Regions from separate parts of the Mus musculus genome. Here region 1 is linked to region 2. Evidence: chromatin contacts called from public Hi-C data. All regions are on one chromosome and are shown on one strand. Each heading gives the region's core, a stretch centred on a gene start, on an enhancer-like site or on the middle of the called end of the contact. The rest is flanking DNA. Distances are from core to core; before and after follow the strand shown. Region 1 has its middle 10 kb from the start of Gm39268. Region 2 overlaps Banp (BTG3 associated nuclear protein).

Region 1 (2,915 bases), core at 21-2,520, 120 kb before region 2:
CTCTAGCACCCTTGGACCACCTAGAGTGCCACAGACCTCAGCAGTGGTTTCCCTGTCCCTAAAGCTGCATCCAACACAGCGTCATCTCCTTTTCCTAAGGCTGCGGAGCCCCGTCACTGAACCATGCCTGTCGGCCTGCTATGCCCTGAGCTCTGTGGTCAGTACACTCCCTGTGCACTCATCCATATATCCTACTCGGTCCTGGGACACAGAGGGCACCAGATGCATCACCTGCACACAATGACTGACTTCCATACAGCTTAGAAAAGCTTCCTCCCCACCCAGGGCAGTGCTCCCCACCCACCCAGATCAGTGTTCCTTCCCACTCAGATCAGTGCTCCTCCCACCCAGGGCAGTGCTCCCCTGCCTCCTCCCCACCCAAGGCAGTGCCCCCCCATTTCCCCTGCTTTTTTCTCCTTCATTCCCTCATTACACAATTATTTACAGAACTGACTTGGGTCTGTCCTAATGCTCCTCAAGTGGGCCATTTCTGGTCATGAGAAACAGGCTGTGACATTCTGCAGGATGGGCAGGGGCACCGCAGCCATTGGGAGAAACAAGTGCCTGCTCTGAGTCAGTATCACCTGGCTTGTGTCAGCTGCCAGTGAGGCATAGCCTTTGACTCTCCTTGACATGGGAGCAGACAGTGCAGGGACATGAAGGAGGGAGGACTCTGGCTCCTGTAGCACCCATGGGGCCTGGACACGCCTCAGTGGCCCCCGTCCAAACAGGTTGTAAGACCTGCCTGACTCAGTAGCAGCTATGGGGCCTGCCGTGTAAGTGAGAGATGACAGAGCCAGCCATGAGCCATGGTCACCACTAGAGACGACGGGAAGGTCCCCATTCAGGCCAGGATGAGGGGACATGGGAGATTTGTCTAAAGCAAAGCCAAGGATGGCAGGCAGTCCAGTGGTCCCAACACCTTTCTGGCCCATGTCAAGAATGAAAACTACTCATCACATGAGGGGACAATGATAACTCAGCTCTTTGCTCTACTCTAAGATTGCGTGGCTAGCCCACCGTTCCAGGTTACAAAATCAGAGAAGCCCAGAGGGCACCGCACAGATGGCAGAGCCCAGGGCAGAAGCTGACCTTGGCTCCTGGCCCACATCACAGCAGACCATGGCACAGGTCCTCCGGAACCAGCACTCTGCAGGGTGTCATAGCTCCCCGGACAGTTTACAAGACTGGACTGGCTCTCCTCCCCACGCCTGACCCTCACAGCTTAGGTCAGACAGAGTGATTCATAGGCCATGAGGCGGGGCCATGTCTCTGCTGTCCAGCAGGGGGCCACAGAAGGGTGAGCACTGGGTTCTGTGGCAGGACAGGGACAGGACTCTAAGGCTGCTTCTTTAGACAATCATTCCACTGGGAAGCAGGGAGATTGCCCTTGGGGACAGTGACACTGGTGGATCTGGTAGATCCTGAGCCATGGGTAAGGCACAGATTCCCCCTTGCTTCTATTGAGAGACTTGTAGTGGGTAGAGGGGAAGGCCAGGCATCTGACTGCCTTTCCTTGTGTGTGTGTGTGGTGTATATGTGTGGTGTGTGTGGGGTGTGGGGTGTATGTATGATGTGTGTGTGTGGTGTGTGTGTGTGTGTGTGGTGTGTGTGTAGGGGTGTATGTGTGTGGTGTGTGTGGTGTATGTAAGTGTGTGTGTGTAGTGTGGGGGCTGTATGAGTAGGGTGTGTGTGTGGTGTGAGGGGATATATGTGTGGTATGTGGTATGTGGGGTGTGTGTGTGCTGTGTGGTATGTGGGGTGTATGTGTGGTGTGTGTGTGTAGGGGTGTATGTGTGTGGTGCATGTGTGTGTGTGGTATGTGTGTGTGTGTGTGTGTGTGTGTGTGTGTGTGTGTAGTGTGGGGGCTGTATGAGTAGGGTATGTGTGTGTAGAGTGCTAGTCTTGTGGGGCTGTGTGGTTCGTGCATGTGGGGGTGCCTGTGCTTGTTCCCATGTGCAGTAATGTGTGTGCTCTTAGTGTAGGGGATTATATGTGTGTTTCATGCCCGTGTGTATGATGTCTGTCACTCCCATCGTGTTTGTGTGTGAGTATGGTGTATGGCATGTGTGGTGTGTTTGTGTGTATGTGTAGGGTGTGTGTATGCGCGCAGAGTATATATGTGGTGTGTGTGTGTGTGTGTGTGTGTGTGTGGTGTGTATGTACACGTGTGTGTGTGGTGTATGTGTATGTGTGTGTGGTGTGTGTGGTGTAGTGTGGTGTGGTGTGTAAGTACAGGTGCCTGTGGAAGCAAGAAGAGAGCACCAGATCCCTTGGGTCTGAGATTGCAGGCAGTGATGAGCTGTCTGATGTGGGTGCTGGGAACCAAATCCAGGTTCAAGAGCAGCAAGCATCGTAAGAGCCGAGCCTTCTTCCCTGCTGCAGAGGTGTACCTTTTAAAGTCTGGATTACATTATTCCAACACAGAGACATGAAGGCAGAGAAGGCCAGCTTCTTCAGGTGCTGCTAGGCCGACAGGGTGTCTATTTGGGGCCCATCTCTCACTTCTTGATCCCCGCCCTGGCCCCCATAGCTTCTCTGCATGCCTGCCCTCTGATTCCCCAAATAGGACTAGACAGCTTTCTCTCTTTATTTCACTAACCCATCCAATACTGACAGACAAGGAGCTGCCATGTCTCCCATGCTGAGGGGGGTGCTCCTGGACATGTGGTCAGGACAGACCTTCAGTCTGGTGAGGGTCACAGAGAAGCCGCGATGGAGCTTGAGGGGAAGCAGTACTCACTCCTTTAGCTACGTTTTCTTGTCACTGTGACACAGTAGCCATTAGTCAGCCTCTCTCTTCCCATGGGAGTCTCCTTGAGGGTGTGGACTTGGTGTTAGAAATGAAGCTGGGACAGAGCCTTTGAGGTCACCATGGAATAGTCTAAGGTGGCCAAAGGAGAAAACTGCCAGAG
Region 2 (3,020 bases), core at 433-2,932:
GCTTACTGATGCTTTTCTGTATGTCAACATCTGGGCATAGGAGGACAGGAATCTCCATGGGCCATGGTGACAGGCAGTGGGCTATGCAAACACAGGGGAGCTGGCCCTCGGCCCTCTCTAGGTGCTTAAACTCAGGTTAATTAAAAGGAAAGAGGGTGTGCAAACACACATCTGGGCTCTGGTTTCCAGGCAAGCTCAAAAGTCCACATAAACACTTGCCTGGTACTTCTGCCCCCAAAACCTCAGCGTTCCCTATTCCACACCCACTCTGGCACAGCTGCTGCACAATGCTACTGGCCACACCCTCCCTCTTCAGAGCAGAGCAGGGCAACAGATGCTGAGTTGCCCAACAGCTGGCTGACAGTAAAGGCTCCTGGTTTTAGATTAAGCTAGGCCCCTTGCAGAGGGAAAAGCCTGAACAGAGTACAATGATCCAGTCTTCTAAGAGTCACTGACAGAGCCCTTGGGTTTCTCCTTCACACTGACTTGTAGGCAAGGTCATCGTCTGTGCTCAGAACTACATTTCTCCAGGCCTGGTGCTCTGCTTCATCTGACCAAGCAGGTCAACGTGAAACAAAACCTAGAATTTTATATTTAGGAAAGAGCAAGCAAGAGCTCCTGTTTGGGGACGGCCATTGGTGGCAGACTTGGTTAGAGCCTTGGCTCTTCCAGACTCTTGACCTTTCATGGGTAGGCAGGGCAGCTTGGGCTCTCTCTTCCCCTGCATTTACCCAGAATACCTCCTGCTCTCTTTACTCAGCAGTTCTTGTGGATCTTATTGGGTCCCACATGCTTCTCTGCCAACCCTGCAGGCTAGCGAAGCCATGCTCTACAGACAGATGAACATTTCCCACACAGCATCTGAGTCCCCGGAGCTTCCTAGTCTCACTGCAAGAACCTGAGGTCAAACAGACAGGACAGTGTCTATGGAGGATCTTTGGCCCACGTGTACCTGGCTGTCTCCCCTGACCTACCCTGGGCCATCCACCAGGGTAACCCAAGGACAGGCAGTGGGAGGGGGGGGGGGTTCCTTGAACAGCAGAAGCAGCAGCTTCAGAAGGAAGGAAAGGACACAAACACCAGAACTGCTGCAATAGCAGAATGGCCCTGTCTCCAAGAATGAAAGGCTCCGTGGGACGAAGGCTCCAAGCTCAGCAGATGGGCCTGACTTAATGGCCATTCATCAAGCCATATGTCTTCATATGCCATCAATTGTTTCGTATGCCTATACACATGTCTTAAGACACATGTGGTCATAGATGTGCACATGCACACATCTGCATGTAAAGTCCATGCCTGTTCACAGTGACCTTGTCAGCAATGCCAAACCCCTAACATGCACCTCCACTCTGATGTCTCTGGCTGCCCAAGCAAGCTCTTAGCCTCAGGCCTCTGTGGGATTCAGCATAGACAGTGGCAGTCATTGTGGCAGCCTCTGTAAGCCTGGGCTTAGTGTGTGGCACAGGCTCTGTAAGGACCTATGGCAAGCAGGACGTGCCTGCTGTCCAGAGCTCTGACCTGACCCTTCTTTCAAGGTCCCTGGAAAACACTGGTCAGGCCACCCACATCTCCCGACAAGAAACACTTACAAACCTGGATCATTTCATTTCCAGCAGGCAGATCAAGTGTGTCTCCTCCCAGAGGCCAAAGCTGGGAGGGATTAGCCTGGGCCACTGAGTCACCGCTGACAGGAATGGGATTCTGGCACAGGCCCCACGACTGGAAGAGATCAGAATGGGGGCTATAGGCTCTGCAGGGACTTGTCAAGCCACAGATCCCACCTTGTGGGGAAGAGGTAGGAAAAGGAGAGGTGCTGATACACTGTGGCTGCCTGGTTTGCTATCTCCTGGTAACTCAGAAGCCAGGCCACATTTGGAAACCCCAAGTTAGGAGTTATGACATAACCAGTTCCCCAATCATGTTACATTTTTACAGGTTCCTCCATGATGAATTTAAAGTAGCTGCAGTTGCATTTAAGGAAACTCTTGCAATCACAGAACCAGTTTCCCAGAAAACTCTGCTGTGCTGATTGTAGCAAACAACACCCTCCCTGCTCAGCAGCGCTGTCCTACCAGCACTGCCAAGAAAACCACTTTCTATATGAAACGCGAAGCTGCTGAGACGTGAGGTGTTATACTGTAGGAAAACCTGAATTTGCAATATTAAGACAAAGGTGTAACTTGACCAACCAATCAATGAATGGAAGCAAGATTCCCAGCTGGAAAAAAGCTTAGAAAGTCATGGCTTTCAAAGACTAGAAGCTACCAGGCCTGGCTTACAAATTGTCTCCCAGTGAGGAGGCTGTGGGGCCTGGATCCTGGCTACGGGATCTGACCACATCTGGTTCAGCTGTAGGGAGGAGCTGGTGAGCCATCACCTTGGCTGGCTGCTGTGATGAAGAGATCAAGATACGTGTCAGGGTGCCATCATCATACTCACTAGGAGGGTACTTGCCAGGAAGGCCTGGCCGTCCCTCAAAGTGTCCAGTTCTAGCCATGCTTCTTGGGCCTGCCCCGTGGGCCTCTGGTCCACTCTCAGGAGTTGTCATACTAGTGACCATTCCTCCTCCAGCAACAGGGGAAGACAAACACCTGCTCTGCTGTGTGGGCCATTCCTGAGTCTGCCTCCAGCACCAGAAGGAGTTTCCGAGGCATTTAACAAAACAAGCACCTTTAAGCCACACATGATGGCTGATTATCCTAGCATTTGATAGGGAGAAGCAGAGTTGAAAGCCAGCCTTGGCTATTTAAGTGAGTTGGAGGCCAGCCAGAGCTACATGAGACAAGCTAAGTAAGGTGTCACTGGTAATGCTACTCTCAGGTGAGAGCTATGACAGCCACAAGGACACTGTAGGAAGACAGCTGGGAGCCAGAGATGGCAGGCAGGGCAGGGAGGAGGACACATGGCATCTAACCACACAGCCCACAAACAAGGCTCCAGAGACTCCAGCAACACTGGACCACTTGCTCTGTGACTGACAATTGCAGAGGAACCCAACAGGTATGTACTACAAATGTTAA

Evidence for each region. Hi-C and Micro-C count contacts between places; a contact is called where the count stands out from the background.
Region 1: a Hi-C map of the N1E-115 cell line shows a contact between it and region 2, with 1.9 times the contacts expected there. The contact joins two enhancer-like sites. A contact is called at or near these places in 11 of 484 Hi-C or Micro-C datasets (the HL-1 cell line, the N1E-115 cell line, bone marrow-derived macrophages and 7 more) and 5 of 115 datasets of contacts at active chromatin or transcription factors (embryonic fibroblasts, embryonic stem cells, fibro-adipogenic progenitors and 2 more).

What each region holds. Positions count from the first base shown.
Region 1 is chr8:122,138,291-122,141,205 of GRCm38.p6, reverse strand. It overlaps a transcript of Zfp469 not described here. Among named protein-coding and RNA genes, the nearest start is that of Gm39268, 10 kb to the left of the region's middle. Within about 2 kb of position 1,270, at least 59 of the 459 cell types and tissues checked have an H3K27ac peak or open chromatin away from gene starts, as enhancers often do. A contact at or near this core is called in the N1E-115 cell line, bone marrow-derived macrophages and muscle stem cells, where this site is marked.
Region 2 is chr8:122,019,218-122,022,237 of GRCm38.p6, reverse strand. Banp (BTG3 associated nuclear protein) reads right to left here. Exons shown (of 14, transcript NM_016812.4): 12 at 1,594-1,719. Among named protein-coding and RNA genes, the nearest start is that of Mir7237, 43 kb to the right of the region's middle. Within about 2 kb of position 1,682, at least 65 of the 459 cell types and tissues checked have an H3K27ac peak or open chromatin away from gene starts, as enhancers often do. A contact at or near this core is called in the N1E-115 cell line, bone marrow-derived macrophages and muscle stem cells, where this site is marked.